Linked DNA regions of Anser cygnoides: region 1 is linked to region 2. Evidence: chromatin contacts called from public Hi-C data. All regions are on one chromosome and are shown on one strand. Each heading gives the region's core, a stretch centred on a gene start, on an enhancer-like site or on the middle of the called end of the contact. The rest is flanking DNA. Distances are from core to core; before and after follow the strand shown.

Evidence for each region. A called contact is a pair of places that touch in the nucleus more often than the background predicts.
Region 1: a contact with region 2 is called in a Hi-C map of fetal liver, with 2.0 times the contacts expected there. The contact joins the promoter of MID1IP1 here to the enhancer-like site in region 2. A contact is called at or near these places in 4 of 7 Hi-C or Micro-C datasets (fetal liver and liver).

What each region holds. Positions count from the first base shown.
Region 1 is chr1:121,103,422-121,106,520 of Taihu_goose_T2T_genome, reverse strand. MID1IP1 (MID1 interacting protein 1) reads left to right here and starts at 1,435. Exons shown (of 2, transcript XM_048052841.2): 1 at 1,435-1,581; 2 at 1,743-2,927. The coding sequence starts at 1,841. The coding sequence ends at 2,338.
Region 2 is chr1:121,048,760-121,051,910 of Taihu_goose_T2T_genome, reverse strand. No RefSeq gene overlaps it. Among named protein-coding and RNA genes, the nearest start is that of MID1IP1, 55 kb to the left of the region's middle. Within about 2 kb of position 1,485, at least 1 of the 3 cell types and tissues checked has open chromatin away from gene starts, as enhancers often do. A contact at or near this core is called in fetal liver, where this site is marked.

The sequences.
Region 1 (3,099 bases), core at 186-2,685, 55 kb before region 2:
CCGTTCATTAGCATGTTAAGCTACAAGTGCTGATAATACAAAACTCATGGAGAGACATCAATTAAAATGATAAATTACATACGTTCCTTCTGGATGAGAGGTGACGGGTTTCCTTGGTTCAGAGCTTGGTACGACTGGACTCAGAAAGGGAAAGGGTGAGAGAGAAGTGTTAAACAACAGCACCGGCCCCGCGCCAGCACACACGCTGGGACCACCGCAGACAAAGGTGGTTTGTTGCCCGGTCGCTGCCGAAGAGCGAGTTTTGGCATCGGCAGGCCCTGCGCACGGTGCTGCCACAACTGCCAGCCCTTCCGGAAAGCGGCCGGGCGCTGCCGCCGGCCACCACCAGCCCTGCTTCTCCAGCACCCACCTGCCTCAGCGCTTCTAATTATGACTTACGGAGGGCTGATTTATGGAGGACTTGACTTGCCGATACCAGAAGCGGCTCAGTAACAGACACAGATAAAGAAATACGTTAGGGAAGTGCTACTTGCATACAAAGCTTTGGGCCCCGGCGTGACTCTGGGGTTAGAGATACACGTTTCTTGGGCTCGCTCAGTCAGAGAGCCATGGGACCCTATCAGCGACACACATTATAATGTTATTGGCGGGTTTAACAACAAGCACACGGACTCGCAAGGCACATTAAGAAGCCTTTTAATTAAATGAGAGAGATTTAACGCCGCACATCAAAGCTGATCGGGACATAAGGAAGTTAAAAATAAAAATAAAAAGTAATAATAATAAAAAAAAAAAAACGACAGCCGGCCGACCCGTGCCAGCACTGCGCCTGAGGGGCTCCTGAGGCAGCACCCCCCTAACGGCTGCCCGCCGGCCGTTAGCCGCTCCCCCGCGCGCCGCCCGCCGGCCCCGCCCCTCCCCGCGGCTGCCCCGTCGCCACGGCAACGCGCTCCCCCCACGTGACCCGCGGCGGCCGCTCCCGCGAGGCCTCCTGTTACTAGGGACGCGGCGGGGGGGCTGCTCTTTCTGATTGGCCGCCCCCCCCCCCGCCCGCTCTCCGATTGGCTGGGGGTCCCGCGGAGCCGGGCCGCCGATTGGCTGGGCGCGGAGGTGAGGCCGTGGGGTGATGCCGGCCGGCGGCCGCTGCCAGGCGGCTCCGCGCCGCGGGGGGCCGCGCGCGCGCGCGGGGCCGGGCCGGCCGTGCACGCGGGGCCGTGCGCGCGCGGCCGCCGCGTCACGCCCGCCGCGCGGCCGGCAGCCAATGGGCGGGCGGCGGGAAGGCGGGCTGCACGCGGGGCCCGCGTGGCCCCGTCAGTCAGCGGCGGCCCCCTGGCGGAGGCGGGCGGGCGCCTGAGGCGGCGCCGTCCCCGCGGCCGCGGCCTCGCTCCCTCCCTCCCCGCCTCCCTCCCTGCCTCCCTCCCCCGGCGTGGGGCGAGAGGCGGAGCCGCCGCCGAGCCGCGGGCCGCCGCCCGCCGCCTTTATCTGGCCCGGCGGCGCGGGGGGGTGGCACTGGGGAACACCTCGTCGGGAGATAGGCGCTTATAAATAGGGCGCCGGGGATGGGAGCGGGGACACGGGCGGCGGCGGGCTGACGGCGGCGGGGAGCGGCTGCGGGACACGGTGGGTGCCAGCGGCCCGTGGGTGCCTTTTGTTGTTGTTGTGTTATTTTGGGGGCTTTTTCCTGGCTTTTCGGGCGGAGGGGGGAGGATGGAGGCGGCTGCGGGGTGGGAGCGTGGAAAAGCCTCGGTGCAGCACGAGCCCTAACCCCCGCCTCCCCGCAGGGCTTCCCCACGGGAAAGCAGGAGCCGAGGCACGGCGGAGGGCAGCCGGTGCGCCTAGCGAGGAGGAGGAGGAAGAGGAGGAGGTCGGCCCCGCCGTCATGATGCAGATCTGCGACTCGTACAGCCAGAAGTACTCCCTGTTCAACGCCATGAACCGCTTCATCGGCGCCGTCAACAACATGGACCAGACGGTGATGGTGCCCAGCCTGCTGCGCGACGTGCCGCTGCTGCTGGAGGAGCTGGACGCGGCGGGCGCCGTCTGCCCGGAGCGGGAGGCCGCGCTGCCGACCGGCAGCCCCGGCGCCTACTTCTCCCGGCGGGACATGTACAGCCACTACGTGCTGCTCAAGTCCATCCGCAACGACATCGAGTGGGGCGTGGTGCAGCAGCCGCCGGCCGCCGACGAGGCCGCCCGCAAGAAGGACAAGCTGGGCGGCGGGCCGGCCGAGGAGGGCGAGGCGGAGGAGGACCTGGAGCAGCAGTTCCACTACCACCTCAGCGGCCTGCACACGGTGCTCTCCAAGCTCACCCGCAAGGCCAACGTGCTCACCAACCGATACAAGCAGGAGATCGGCTTCGGCAGCTGGGGGCAGTGAGGGTGGGAGCGCGGGGCGGGGGACGGGGGGGACGGGACGGGACGGGACGGGGGGCGGCGGAGGGAGCGGGGTTCCCTCCGCAGGGCCCCCCCCCTTGTTTTGCACTACTTTCATAACGGGGGTGGGGTCTCCCCGCGTGTTCCCGGGACTGCAGTCGTTTTTACCAACGCACAAACAGAGAGAGAGAGGTGTAAATTAATCGATACTAGTTTATTAATTTTTTTTTTTTTTTTGTATGGTGTGGGGCGCGCTGTGCCTCTCCGGGCAGGGAGGGTGAGTTTGTACGTGGTGTATGAGCGGTTTGCGTAGCTGGCCGGTCTGAGGCTAAAGACAAGCCGATGAAAATAACGAGACCGGCTTAAAATTGCTCGTCTTACCCAGGACGGGACCTGGTGGACTCGCAAACACCCCAGTTCACTGGGAGGATGAAGGGTTCCACGGTTGTACATGTACTGAAGCCTATTTAAAACTTTTTTACTCAGATGTAGAGTATATTCTAAAATAAATGCAAATGTATTGACTAAAAGTGACTTAACTTTTTGGTATGATTTATGTTTCATTAATTAAATGGTATTTTTAACATCTGAAATTCATCTGTTGTTCTTATTTCTGGCACTGCCTTAATAGACGCAGAAATCTGTGCGTGTGTAAGAGATTTGCTGGTTGGTTTTTGTTTTTTCTTTTTCCAAAGGGGGTGATTAGGTAGCGATGGTAACTCGGCAGACCTAAAACTGGCAAATGAGTGAACTGAGCACACCGTA
Region 2 (3,151 bases), core at 236-2,735:
AAGAAAAACCCTCAGATCTGTGGGTTTCCGTCAAAATAATGGTGCTTATGATGGCAGGCAAAGTATAAACGCTTAGGCAGACAAAGATGAGCACTGGTATTGTAGCTGCCTATTTAAATCAGATCCCACGAACGCTGGTCTGGACAGGAAAGACCCAAAGCCTTTCTTGCTTGTTACGTGAGCCTGAGCAGAAGACCTTTATTTGAAGCTTTTTGCTGCTTTCATATGTCACAGCAGCAGTGTTCTCCAGCAGTGGAGGGCAGCTTTTCTCTAATTTTAGATCTTTCTCTGGGAAGACGGCAGCTGACAGCTGAGACAGTCCTCTGAAAAGGATGGGTTTGAAGGCATGCCTTTTTACTAAAGACGTACAAGCTGTGCAGCACGGCAGTCCTTGCCAGATCAAACTGGGCGGGTTTCACATTCAAATCCCACCCTGCTTTGAGGTCAGACTCCAGGCAATGTGTCCCAAGTCACTGGTTGATGGAGAGGCGGGCTGCGTTTTTTTAGCAAGCACAGCACACGGGGAGAGCTGTGGAGGGGGAGCGGGAGCACCGATAAGTGATTTACACACAGCTAATCCATGGAGGAAGTCAAACAGATGCATTATTGCCCCTGAGGACCCCTGGCTGGATATACCCATTTCCAAACAAAGCTTGTCGCGTCTCAGCACGCTGTTTCAGGCAGCAAATTGTCCCGTAAGGGTCAAGACAGAGCTTCCTGCCTCCCTCCTGCCCCGCTCATTGCACCCAAGGGGAGGCAGGGCCGCCCCGCCACGTGGGCACAGGCAGGAGAAAGGCCATTTTATGTGCGTGTGTTGTGCCCGTGATGTGTCTGATGGGCCTTTTCCATAGAAGTCCTGAAGGTACCTCAGAAAGGTGCTGCACAGCCTCTGTTCAGGTTATTGAGGCGGTTTGGTGAAAGCCTTGGTGTTTGAACGGGGCCTTTTGAGTGAGGAGCCCTGCGGCTTGCGAAATCTTGCAGTCCAGAGCCAAGTTTCCTCAAGTACCATGTCAAAGTGGGCACGCAGAAGCTGAGTTACTCACAGCCTGTGAGTTCATCATTTATTTTTTTTCTGCCGGGCTGGTCCCACACCGCAGATGTGCCACCCTGCGTGCCCTTCCTGGTGGCAGGTGACGCGTTCTCTGCAGGGCCCCTTTCTGTCACTGCGAGGCAATGCGAAGCATCCCTCGCTCCAGCCTGTTGTGGTAATGCCTGGGCAACAGATACGAAAACCAGGGGCTGTCCAGCAGGGCCCAGCTTTCCTCCTGGATGACTTCTGATGGGCAGCGATCCATTTTCGCGGCACCGAGGGCTGCCCTGACAAACAGGCGGTGCGAGCTCTGAGCTGCAGGCCGTGTTTGCCTTCACCCCTCTGCGACTTTTAAAAGCACGTTTCGTATCAGACTTTGCTCAGGCGCGGACGCACCGCAGATCGATGTCAGCTATGGACTTTAAAGGGATGTTTTCAGGCTAAAAATAATCCTGGCCGGCGCTCCTCTCGCGAGCCTGCTGGTTTGTGCTCGCGGTGCACGGGAGGCGGAGGTGAGGCACAGCCCGACACAAAGCTGCCCCGGGAGGGCCTGGCGTGGGGAAACACCCCTCGCCGGGGCTCAGAGCCGTGGATTTTAACCACATCCGTTCCTGAGCATTGAGCAATGCCTTGCCTGACTTAGCAGTGAATTTCAAACATCTTGTTTAGCTTTCACTGCACGTTATCAGCCCCCTTTTTTTTATCCTTTCGGATTGAATCAAAAAAAAAAAGAGAGACAAGGAAAAATCTATTCTTCCCTCTGTAGCCAGGCCCTCTTCCTGTGCAGCTTGATGCACAAGGCCCTGCTGCAGATTTGCAAATGCTACCAGACAGCGTTCATTTACCACACAACATGCTGTTTTCAACTGGATTTCTAAGCCCCCTCTCCTTTATTAGTTTTAGGCCGTGAAATAAAATTGTGCGAAGAAAGATGCATACAATGATTTTGATAGCGCACTGAATAAAGGGCTCTGTAGGTGATGCCATTACTGATTCAGTCCATTTCTTTCACCAGAGAAAGAGGGGGGCAACACTTGCTATACAAGAAATGGCTCTCCAAAGACAGGGAGGTGGAGGTTTGCAAGTGCTTGTTGGCTGAGGAGTACCAAAATCTGAGGCCCTGACCTACATGCAGCTGCTTTCCCTTTGCATTTCCCTGGGCAGAGAGCTACCTGTGCTACTCTGCCACCGAAAGAAGAAGGGGAAGAGCCTCTTGTATCCTAAAAAGGGGGACATTTCCTGTGGCTCACTCTGCCCTGCCAGAAAAAAAAGCAAGCGTCTCTCTTCATCTTCTTCCCTTCCTTAGATCTTGAGTGCTGTGCAGAGCCAGACTGTCTTTAAAATACCTTGGGGAACCTGCCTACAGCCACATCTTGGCTAAGAGGGAAAGGGAAGAGTGCAGTGCAACCAGCCATGGCAAAGATTACTGTTTTCTGCAGGGAGAAAAACGAAGCAAAGGTCTTCAGGCAGAAAAAAATGCAAATGCAAAAAAATGCACAACCCATGCATCATGCAAATCTTACACTTGTCAGGCAGAGCCTGTGCATTTGGGTCTCCCCTGATGAGCTTGGGGGTGGAGGAGAGGCTGTTAATATTGCTCGAATAATCATGACATTCCCCTCCTCTGCTTCTTCTGGGAAAACACCCCGAGGTGGTGGAGACGACAGCTTTTCCAAGCAGCTGGAGCAGAAGCACAGCCCTTGATGGTGCTGGTGAGGGGGGGGACCTGGGTGACCCAAACACCCGTTTCCCCTCTCCCTGGTCTGGTTTCACCCACCACGAGGTGCTCTCTGCGGTGCCAGGGGATGCTGCCTTTCCAGGAGATGCTTCTTGTGATGTTTGTATCTCCCTTGGCCACCACAGCCTCCGGCTGGGGACCGGCACCGCTCTGCAGTCTCTTAACACCGAGCACATTACCGGTGCTCATAAATCATCATCACAATAATTAGCGCCAATTAGCGACTTAATGGAGAGTCTTCGGGGATTCCTAAGCGTACCTCGCAAGCGTGGCATTTTTAGGCCGGTGGAAGCTGAGGAAGCCCTGAGGAATCCCGGTGGCACCTGCCACGGAGGCTGCCCCCATCTCCGCGCCTGCTGGCCCGGTTTGTTTGTGCTCGCCCT